Linked DNA regions of Mus musculus: regions 2 and 3 are each linked to region 1. A link is a contact called in public HiCAR-type and promoter capture Hi-C data. All regions are on one chromosome and are shown on one strand. Each heading gives the region's core, a stretch centred on a gene start, on an enhancer-like site or on the middle of the called end of the contact. The rest is flanking DNA. Distances are from core to core; before and after follow the strand shown. Region 1 holds the start of Eif2b4 (eukaryotic translation initiation factor 2B, subunit 4 delta). Region 2 holds the start of Uvssa (UV stimulated scaffold protein A). Region 3 holds the start of Poln (DNA polymerase N).

Region 1 (3,349 bases), core at 577-3,076:
CAATCTCTCCCCGTGCGCTCACAGCAGCCTAGAGTTTACCCGTGCACTCACCAGCTTGCATGTACTTCTCCAACTGCTCTCTCCTCTGCTCCACCTCTGCAGGGGTCAAAGAGAACAGCTTCTTTGGGGGGAATGCAGGAACCACGTTGGCCCCATACTCCTTCCGAAGCTATGGCGAGAAAGAGATACAATTCTTCACATAACACAGGAACTGAGTGGTGACAACTAAGACTCACCCAAGTCCTCCTGGGTTCTTCTAACAACTCTTTAAAAGACGTGTGACAAAAGATGACTTTGGCAGAGTCAGGACCCCCAAAGATCTTAGGTATAAATTCTTGTATGTGTTCATGTGAAGACATTATAGGGTGATTTTTCATGGGGTCCTGGGTCCAGGAGCCCTTTGATTTACATAGCAAGACTGCTCAGTAGAGAACATTTATAGGGAACACTTATGTGCACAGATAATAAAGTCATAGCATACTCAAGTGTGTTGAAGGGACTTTGCTGATCCAAGAATCTACTTTTTATCTGGAGAAACTGAGGCGGGAAGAAATTAACTTGCTCAGGACTGACATCTAGTAGAAACAGGGCTCTCTAGAGATTCACTATCTATACAGAGCTCACTATCTGGTGAGGGGGGAAACATTTGGACATCTTATACACTGATGGGACCAAGAACACACAAGGAAAGCAGCGAATGGTTTGTATTAATCCGGGGAATGAATTCCCAAGTTATAGTTTAGGTGCCAGAAGGAATGTGCTTTGACTAACAGGGTTCAGTTTTTCCATGCAGGGGCAAAGGATGAAAAAGGAGACAGCTCAGAGAAGGAAGGATGTGTGAGTATAGGGAAGTACAGGAACTGTGAGAGACAAGCCGCTCAGAGAGTTTCCGGAAATGTCACGCTAACAAAGTCCACCTTCCACTGTAGCAGTGATTATAGGGTGATGTAATGAAAGGGGATTAATGTCCGTGGGTATGGAAGGGCTTGAAGCTGCATCTAGACAGGGTTGTTAGTCCCACCTGCTCGTGCAGCCCCAGAAGCTGGCTGTAGCGCACCCGACAGTGCAGGACTCCATTCACGTGAATGTTATAGGCCTGAGGACACAAAAGCAGGCAAACATCTCAGGATCGACGTGCAAACCACCTCTTGCCCCAGAAACCTGTCCGGAAGTTGCCTGACATATCCGTCTGCGCAACGCTCCGAGACTTCCCGGGATTTAGCCTGTTTTTCCCCCAGGGCCGGGTTTCAAGCAGAAGGCCCAGTCCCGAGGACACTCGGGCGCTTGTGCGGCAGTATCCCTCCCGGAGATGACAATAGTGCCCACCGCCAGAGCAGTCGCGGCCTGGCCGGGGAAAGAAGAACCTATTGGAGCTTGGGGTGGCTTAAGTACGAAACTGAGACATGAGATGGCTTCCAGTGAGGTTCGAAGGCTGGAGGCCGCTCCGAGAGCTCCGGCCCGTTATCCCCGCCCTGGCCCAGCTTCTAGCACCTCCTCACCACGTAGGCGGAGCCGCCGCTGTCCCCACTGCGGGACTCCGTTTCAGGAATGGAAAAGTGCATGTTCCCTAAGGCAGAGCTCCGTACTACCAGGTTCGCAGCGCCTCTGCTCGCTTGCCTCTGCCACTCAGCGCGTCTCCGCAGCCCAGCTCGCCATTTTGGTGGGCCTGAACTCCGAGGTGGGAAGGCTGTAGGATGACGGCTCTGCGAGCAGCAACCTCGGCATGCTGGGAGCTGTAGTCGAGCGCCGGAGACGCTCCTAATTGGGAACCCAACATCCTTTGGTCCTCACCGCGACCCGTAGTCCTGGGCGGGACCCAGTGCACGCCGGAAGTTGTAGTCCGCTGGGGACTGACTCCGCGGGAGGCATCAGGGGAGCCAGCAGCCCAGGTGGCGCTGTAGTGTGAGTGACCTCGGCGGGAGGAGCCTAGGACCCACAGTCATGGCTGCGGTGGCGGTGGCTGTTCGCGAAGGTGAGTGAAGGGCTAGATGCACCAAGTGGTAGAAGAGCAGATGAACACTGGATCGCTGATGCGGGGTCCGGAGCGCCTTTGGGCCTTGCCGCCGGGTTTCTGCACGTCGCGGGACTCTGGTTTACAAGATCTAGGGCGCAGCAGGGTGCTGCTTGCCGGCTGTTCCCAGAAGGGTGACTGACCCTTTTCCTCCCACGCCTGTCCTTTGATCCTGCCGCGCAGTGCGTCCCCACGCGGATCCCAGAGCGCCTCGCGCCCGGCAGCCGAGCTGTGGTCATGCCAACCCAGCAGCCAGCTGCGCCGACGAGTCTCCCCAAGTCCTCCCGGAGCCTGTCTGGCTCACTCTGTGCCCTGTTTTCTGATGCAGAATCGAGATCCGAGATGAAGACTGAACTTTCTCCTCGGCCCGGGGTAAGTGAGGGAGAGACCTCCTAAGTCGCCTGTCAAGAGCTACACAGAAAGCTGTGTCACCTTCATTTGGCCCCATCTCCCATCCTTTTCAGTTCATCTCTTAGTAGAACTGGGAGATTTTACAGAGCTTAACGGTGTGTGACTATGACTGAAGAAGTTTCTCTCCTTACTTACGTAGACTTGTAACAGAAGTCAGAGAGTGTTAGGAACTTAACCTTGGGGGAATCTAGTAAGCATCTTGATAAACCTTTGGAATGGCCTGGGGTAGAGCAGTTCCCGTGTCTGTGTCTCAGGCAGCAGGGCGGGAGTTGACCCAAGAAGAGAAGCTTCAGCTTCGAAAAGAAAAGAAACAGCAGAAGAAGAAACGGAAGGAGGAAAAGGGGGCAGACCAAGAAATTGGCTCTGCTGTGTCTGCAGCTCAACGGCAAGGTGCGGGGACGCTTTAAACGGCCGGGGGTAGGATGCTGGATGAGGGATTTGCAAAGGGAGATAGAACAAAGTTGGTTTGAGCAAGTACAAAAGCGGTTACTTGGAAGGCAGAGCCTGATGGTGCTGGCTGGTGGTGGCTTACAGCACACCTTTAACCCCAGCACTAAGGCCAAAGCAAAGGCAGGTGGATCTCTGATGAATTCCAGCCTCAGTCAAAAAAGGAAAAAAAAAAAAACTTAGATAAGGTAAAAGGGAAACTAAGGCCAAAGCAAAGACAGGTGGATCTCTGATGAATTCCAGCCTCAGTCAAGAAAGGGAAAAAAAATAGATAAAAGGGAAACTTTGGTTGGGGCAAAGAGATCACCGTCCTAGAGCCCAGGCACCTCTTCCCTCTGTATTTCATAGACCCAATCAGAGAACTCCCAGGACCTGGTAGTCAGCTGGGAGGTACTGCTGGGGAGAAACTTCCAGCTGGCCGGAGTAAGGCAGAACTTCGCGCCGAAAGGAGAGCCAAGCAGGAGGCAGAGCGGGCCCTGA
Region 2 (3,413 bases), core at 82-2,581, 2.2 Mb before region 1:
CATAGTAAAGAGGTTAACCTGGGCTACATGAGAATCTGTCAGAGAGAGAGAGAGAGAGAGAGAGAGAGAGAGAGAGAGAAGAAGAAGAAGAAGAAGGAGGAGGAGGAGGAGGAGGAGGAGGAGGAGGAGGAGGAGGGAGAGGAGGAGGAGAAGGAGAAATAATAATAATAATAATAATAATAATAATAATGATGATGATGATGATAATAATAGGTAGCTCAGTGGTACAGTTTGCTTGGGGACAGCATGCTTGGGGCTCCTGAGCATCCCTGGGGGTGGGGCGGGGGTGGGGAGGCCAGAGCCACTGACCCAATCATGAACTCTTTACTCCAACGGAAAAGAAGAGGATCTACTTTTACTGACATAGTGTGATAGCTTTATACCTTACAGAAATCGTCAGAGGCACCAAGTTCAGAGTTTGCGCGACATTCTGGACCCAGGTACACCAGGATTACAGCCCCAGAAATCCTTTAGTGGTTCCTGAGACAAGGCCTTACTATGTAGCCCAAGCTGCGGGGAACTCATGCTACTCCCAACTCTACCTCACAACAGGCAAATGCCACCATGCCCTGGTGATCAGATAATTCCTTCCTAGGTAGTGAATGCAGGAGGTGGCAGAGGTGTACAAGAGGGCAGAGGGTCCACAATCTCCACGGTGTGGGTGCTCAGGGGACATTGGCACATTTAGCCTCAATACATACTTGCAAATTTTCTTCAGTTCCTTCATTTTCTGAGCATTGAGTTGGGATTCTCCTGAAGTTGTGAGCTCCTCTATCAACTGTGAAAGTTTCTGATCCATATCTAGAAACAAGGGACGCGGAGATGCTGAGTTAACATACAATAAATACTTCACGGTCTTAGTTTTAAGTTTATGGGGGACTCCAAATACTGGGGATTACGGCAAAGGCCCTAGGGTGTCTCTGTAGGTTGTCTCCCAGGCGAAGAAGGCTAGCCACCACATTCCCACGGAAGGCCATCAAGCCCTTCGGTGATAATTAGCTAAGGTTTTAAAGATGAGACTAACTCCGGCAGTCTTCGGTCAGCTGTGTGGGTGACGTTACCGCGGGCTAAGGGGAAATGTCACTAAATTTTAAGCAAACTGGCCGCACAAGAAACTCGCTCTCTGCAAGCGACAGTCTCTGGACAACTGCGGGGGCGACTGATCCGACCCTGCGGGCCGAGAATCTGACCAGCCACGACCCTCAGTCCGCCGCACTCGCTGCCTCAGGAGACGTAGTACCAGCGTCCCTCAGCCCCGGTGACACGGCCCGCAGGATGCAGCAGCTTGTTTCGCCCACCCCTTCCGGTGTAGACAGAGCTCTCTCTGTTACAGGCCCCAGAGAGCAGCGGGCACACACTCGCGAAGACCCGCGGCGCAGGAGCGGAAGTCACCGCGACGCGCCCGCTCTGGTCCAGTCCCTTTCAGATGAGGCAGCCACCCGTCTCCGTCATTTGCCTGGAGCGGCTCCACAGCGCAGGCGCGAGGACGCGGCAACGCGGTGACGCAACGCTCCTCCAGGGGGCGGGGCAGATCGAGAAGAACTAAGCGCGAGAAAAAGGAGGCGGGAGGGCCCGGCAAGTTCTTAAAGGGGCGGTGGCTTTGGGTCAGGAGTATGAGACTGAGGTGCAGAAAGAAGTTTTGATCTGGGGATCAGTTCTCTGGCCACCAGGAGGCTCGCGGCCTATGTACAGCCTCTGTATATCTGCTAAGAAAGCTCAGAAGGGAATCTGGGCGCAAGTCCGGTTGGGAAGGGTCGGCCCGCCTCCCTGACCGGGTCAGTTGTCCACCCCAGGACAGGCTATGGTGGGAGGCACCGTTGCAAGGCTGCCCTGGGGTAGTGGTGGTTGCACTGATTGGATGTTTTAAAATGTCAGTTCAGTCTCAACGTAGATGATTGTAGAAGATATGTCAGCTCTCGGCTAGAGCTGCTTGCTCCCTTCCTACAGCTTCACAGTGTTCAGGACTCTGGCCTCTACCAACCTCACGCTGCTTCAGCCCAACTCTTGAACGCACAGACCCCGGATACTGCCGCCTTAGCCGGCTCACAACTCGCTCTGCCTTTCCGCTGTCAGCTCCTGCTTCGCTTAGCAAAGGAGAAGCATACACCGGTCTCCCTGTGTATCCGGTTTGGGGTTCGGGTCTGCACCCATAGAGCGGGCATTCAGCCAGTTTGTGTGTCCTGCAGGACGGTCTTGAGCTTCTGGACTAGACTGTTAAAAGCATGGTGTGCCTACTGTCCCACCCACTTACCTACCCTTCCCTGAATCCGGGTCAGTGAACAAAGTCAACTGGACTCCCCCGACACGTCCGTCCCCTCCCCCCCCCTCCCCCGTTCATTTGTGTTGTGTTCAATATGTGAGGATCTGGCAACTCAACTTGTGATGTTTGGAATCTGAGCTCTTCCCACCACCTCTTGGCAGGTCCCAGTCCTCATACACTCGTGAGATTGATCGTGGACTGTAGTTTCTCATTTTACATGCACAGATTGCCCCCACCCATCCCACCCCCAAAATTTAAAGAGAATGAAATGTCTTTAAGATATTATTACATTTTTTTTTATTGGGGGGTTAGAAGGTGGGACCCTCCCTAGTATGATCAGGACAATTTCTGAGAGGTGGTTCTCTCCACCATGTGGGTTCCACTACTCAAACGGAAGTTGCCAGGCTTAGCAGCTGTGTGATCTCAGGAGTTGGAAAATGTCTTTTAAAGAAGTACAAGAAAAGGTTGTGTCAAGCCAGGCTTGTACATATGTGCGGCGGGGCGGGGGGGGGTGGGGGGGGTCCGTCAAAAGTTGAGCTTGCTGCAGACAGGAGCAAGAAGTGGCCTGCCAGCACTTCTCAGGGAGTCCTGGGAAGGAAACGAGAGCAGATCCAGACTCTGAGCAACTCAAGAACTGTAAACAATAAAGCTGATGAAAGGATTGCAAATCTCTTTTATAAGCCACAGTTCAATAGATTTTGAAGTTCAATATTGAGGAAAAAATTATGACAACAGCTACTCAAGTGATATGGAGGGAGGAAATGGTAATATATGTTCCAAGAGTTGTATTCTTACATAAATCGGTATACTACTTGAAGGTATATTGTGATAAACAGTCACATAGTATATGATGTCATTTCAGTTGATGTCAAACCAAATTCGACACCTAATGATATAGCAGATGTTTAAGTACATACTATGGTCACATAACGATGTAACTGCCTAATGACCCATTTCTCAGAACATACCACTATCATCAACAGAACCCCTAAAGTAAAAAAATTAATTAGATGCAACAGGGCAGAGAATGGCTTACTGACAGCATTTACACAGCTTGTGTGAGGCCCTAGATTTGATCCTGCAGAAAAGTGGGTCATCACTCCTAAGATTGCAAAGACAGGCCAGGTGTGGTGGCACATGCCTTTGATCCCAG
Region 3 (3,443 bases), core at 113-2,612, 3.0 Mb before region 1:
AGCAAAATTTCCCAAAAGTACTGCCTGCACTTCCTCTGGCCAAAACCCACTCAACGCCAGCTCCCTGCTGAGCCCCTACCTCCAGTTTGGCATCTGGGGTCCTCTTGGGCCAGTCCCCTGATGTCCTAACCACATTAGGCACCATTCTAAGAACTTTTCCCCTGTACTGTTTGTTTTTATTTACTTTCCGGTTTTATTGACCTTCAAAAGGAGGATAAAAGTTAAATAAGAATTAATAGGAAATGTCTTCAACTCAAATTTAAATGATCTGCTTAGAACATTAGTTTTTCTCTCTTTGAAAACATGAATATCTGGGCATGGTGATTCATACCTGTGGCCCCAGCACTTGGAGATGCTAAAGTAGGATCTTGAGTTGAAGCCCAGCCTGGGTAGAGAAGCAAATCCTTGTCTCACAAAACAAATAAGCCCAGGGAAAAAGATCCAGAAAGAATTCTACCTAGTAGCAACTAGACTAGACCCTTGTCTGATACATCACCCTATTTATGATTAGAAGAGGGGAATACTATTTTTTTAATGATCAAAGCCCAGATCTTGTGAATTTATATATCATCTTACAAGAGAGTGGTTAAGTTGCAAATGCTGTCTGATAGAAAAAAATGAACAGATTATGACCCATACAGACAAGTTGTTACCAATGCCAACTGTAACTCCAAAGATCAGTTTTCTGGGACCATAGGACATTAACTAGGCTTGCATCTGAGTTCAGCATTCTGTCTTTCATTGAATGACGGCGGGCATCCTCAGAATGTCTGTACTTCTGAGTTAAATGCATTCTAAAACTGATGTATTTTACACCTTGACATTTTGAAGATGGGATCTTGGAGGGAGTCAGCTTTTGCTTGGAAGTCATCGAGGCCTTGGGAGTTAAGTGATTTTTGTTAAATAACCATTGTAAAAGATTCTATAGCCAACAATCCTACCCTGCAAGAGACCTGATAGGGTCCCAGCTGCTTGTTATTAGCACCAACGCTGGATCACCCTACCAGTGGTGGTGGTAAGAGCTGTTGGGGGAAGAAGGGGTCTGTTCGGCCTCAAACTTCCGGTCCCCTAGTGGTGTCACAGACCGCAAGCCATTCTTAGGACAGGAGGCCTAACTGAACTAGAGGGCCAAATGGCCAAGGCAACAAAGCAGCCGGAAGAGACCCAGACTCCAACTCCCGAGCGGGGGCGGGGTGGGGCGGAGCGAGGGCAGAGCCTATAGTGAGAAAACCAATCCTCTTGAGCCTAGCGGGAAGGACGGCGGGCCAGAGGCGGGGCTAAGGGGCGGTGCGTCCGTCAGGAAAGCCAATCACTTTACCCCGGCTCGTTGAAGGGGGTTGGTCTGCGGGTCCTCCTTCGCTTTCTCCGGGATACCTCGCCGCCTGCGCTGACTTTACGGATGTTGTAATCTGCGCGTGCGCGTCCTGGCACTCCCGTGAGGCACTGCGGCGCGCGCGGTTGGAGGCTGGCAGAGAGCAGTGACTGCGGCTTTCCTGAGGTAAGGGTCTTGTAAGTTCGGGGTTGGCGGGGCCGCCGCTACCCTCCTACAGCCTGCTTGAGGCATCGATAGAGGTCGCTGGGCCCAGGCGCGGGGTGTGCGGGGAGGCTGAGGCTTTGTGCCAGAGGTGGGGGCGGAGGTACGTGGCCGGTCATCCGGCTGGGGTTGGTAGCTTTATTTTTCGGATACTGCGGATAAAACCCAAGGCCTCAATCATACGAGGCAAACGTTAAACCGGAAATACACACTTATCTGTTACCCAGCTTTTAAAAACAGCAATTTGGTACTTTTGTGGGCGTGTTTTATTAGAGCTCTTAAGTGTCATAACTGGATACTCAGAAACAAACCAAAACCAACCCAGAGAGTTTGCTACCAGAGTGTCAAATACATCGTGATTTTAAGACCTGCCATTGTCACTGACCTAAGTTTGGTTCAAGTCGTGGTTCATTGTGTTCTATTCGAAATAAAACTTCTTACTTGATGATTGATGGGTACTTTGAAACTTGTCAATTTGTCCTGGTTTTCTCTGCGTTAGACTGGTTATATCTATAGATTGAGTCCTTTGAGACTGATGGAACGCTGATTGAAGTAAATATTTAGTTGATTCTTCCTTAGAAAGGTAGGCATATTTCTTTTTCCTAACTAGAAACTACAGGGGAAACAGCTATTTTACAAAATGTAATTTATTTTAAGTAATTTCATCATTGGGAAAAAAAATCAGTTTTTTTTTATTGTTATATCTTCATTAATTAGATTCTTCATTACTGTTGTAGTGTCCTAAGCAACACCCTGATTGCTTCTGTTTTGCTTTGTCTTTGTCAGATATTGCACGTGCATCTGCTTTTAACTTAAGTAGTCTCCTGATGTCATCTGATAAAATGATCTGTATATTTAAAATTCATTTGCCTTGTTCATGGTCTAATACTTGTGTTCTTTCCCCCACTAGGAAAACACATTATAGATTGTATTTTTTTTCCTTCTTCTATGGACTTAGCGTAAATATGTTTTTTTCTGTTTGAACTTAGTTTAAAAAAATAGATTCATATCAAATATTTAAAAACAGGAGTAGTTAAACCATGAGTTGTGGAAATGAGTTTGTGGAAACATTGAAAAAAATTGGTTATCCCAAAGCTGATATTCTTAATGGAGAAGATTTTGACTGGCTCTTTGAGGATGTTGAAGATGAGTCATTCTTGAAATGGTTTTGTGGGAATGTGAATGAACAGAATGTATTGTCTGAAAAAGAATTGGAAGCCTTCAGCGATCTCCAGCGATCAGGCAAGCCTATCCTAGAAGGAACAGCATTGGATGAAGTTCTTAGGACCTGTAAAACTTTTGATTTGAAGACATGCAAACTGGATGACAAAGAGATACAGATATTAGAGGATGAGGTTCAAACTCTGCAGAAATTAAATAACTCAAAAATTCAGCGACGGAATAAATACCAGTTAATGGTTTCTGAAACTAGCTACAGGTTTCTGGCATTAAATGCTAAACAAGAGGAGGCCACTAAGAAGCTGAAACAGAAGCAAGGATTCCTAAATTCTGTGAATACTAAGCTCAGTAATGAACTTCAGGGTCTTACTGAGGAAGTTAATAATTTGATGATATTCTTCAGAAATTCTAATTTAAGTGAAAGAACAAATCCAATGGTGTTTTTATCTCAGTTTCCCTTGGGAAAATACATAAGCCAAGAAGAGCAGAGCACAGCAGCATTAACCTTATACACAAAAAAGCAATTCTTTCAGGGCATGCACGAAGTAGTTGAAAGTTCAAATGAAGACAATTTTCAACTTTTAGATATACAAACACCGTCTATTTGTGATAATGAAGAAATCCTTAGGGAGCGACGACTGGAGATGGCTAGACTGCAGATGGCATGTATTTGTGTCCAGAAACAGATCATATACTTGAAAACAAGTAATTTGAGCATGAAGTCGAGTAT

Evidence for each region. Promoter capture Hi-C pulls out the DNA fragments that hold promoters and counts their contacts. HiCAR-type assays count read pairs that join an accessible place to other places.
Region 2: a promoter capture Hi-C map of liver shows a contact between it and region 1, with 4 times the contacts expected there. The contact joins the promoter of Uvssa here to the promoter of Eif2b4 in region 1. A contact is called at or near these places in 2 of 39 promoter capture datasets (hippocampal neurons and liver), 1 of 484 Hi-C or Micro-C datasets (B cells), 2 of 115 datasets of contacts at active chromatin or transcription factors (astrocytes and thymic regulatory T cells) and 2 of 9 other capture datasets (adipose tissue and liver).
Region 3: a HiCAR-type map of astrocytes shows a contact between it and region 1, with 8 times the contacts expected there. The contact joins the promoter of Poln here to the promoter of Eif2b4 in region 1. A contact is called at or near these places in 2 of 39 promoter capture datasets (liver and pre-B cells), 1 of 484 Hi-C or Micro-C datasets (B cells), 1 of 115 datasets of contacts at active chromatin or transcription factors (astrocytes) and 2 of 9 other capture datasets (adipose tissue and liver).

What each region holds. Positions count from the first base shown.
Region 1 is chr5:31,191,616-31,194,964 of GRCm38.p6, reverse strand. It overlaps Eif2b4 (eukaryotic translation initiation factor 2B, subunit 4 delta), which reads left to right and starts at 1,826. Exons shown (of 13, transcript NM_010122.2): 1 at 1,826-1,972; 2 at 2,340-2,383; 3 at 2,677-2,812; 4 at 3,218-3,349. The coding sequence starts at 1,942. Snx17 (sorting nexin 17) reads right to left here and starts at 1,661. Exons shown (of 15, transcript NM_153680.2): 1 at 1,500-1,661; 2 at 1,022-1,096; 3 at 52-169. The coding sequence starts at 1,562.
Region 2 is chr5:33,376,614-33,380,026 of GRCm38.p6, reverse strand. Uvssa (UV stimulated scaffold protein A) reads right to left here and starts at 1,331. Exons shown (of 14, transcript NM_001081101.2): 1 at 1,025-1,331; 2 at 702-801. The coding sequence starts at 799.
Region 3 is chr5:34,167,445-34,170,887 of GRCm38.p6, reverse strand. Poln (DNA polymerase N) reads left to right here and starts at 1,362. Exons shown (of 25, transcript NM_181857.4): 1 at 1,362-1,498. It overlaps Haus3 (HAUS augmin-like complex, subunit 3), which reads left to right and starts at 1,464. Exons shown (of 5, transcript NM_146159.1): 1 at 1,464-1,498; 2 at 2,445-3,443. The coding sequence starts at 2,575.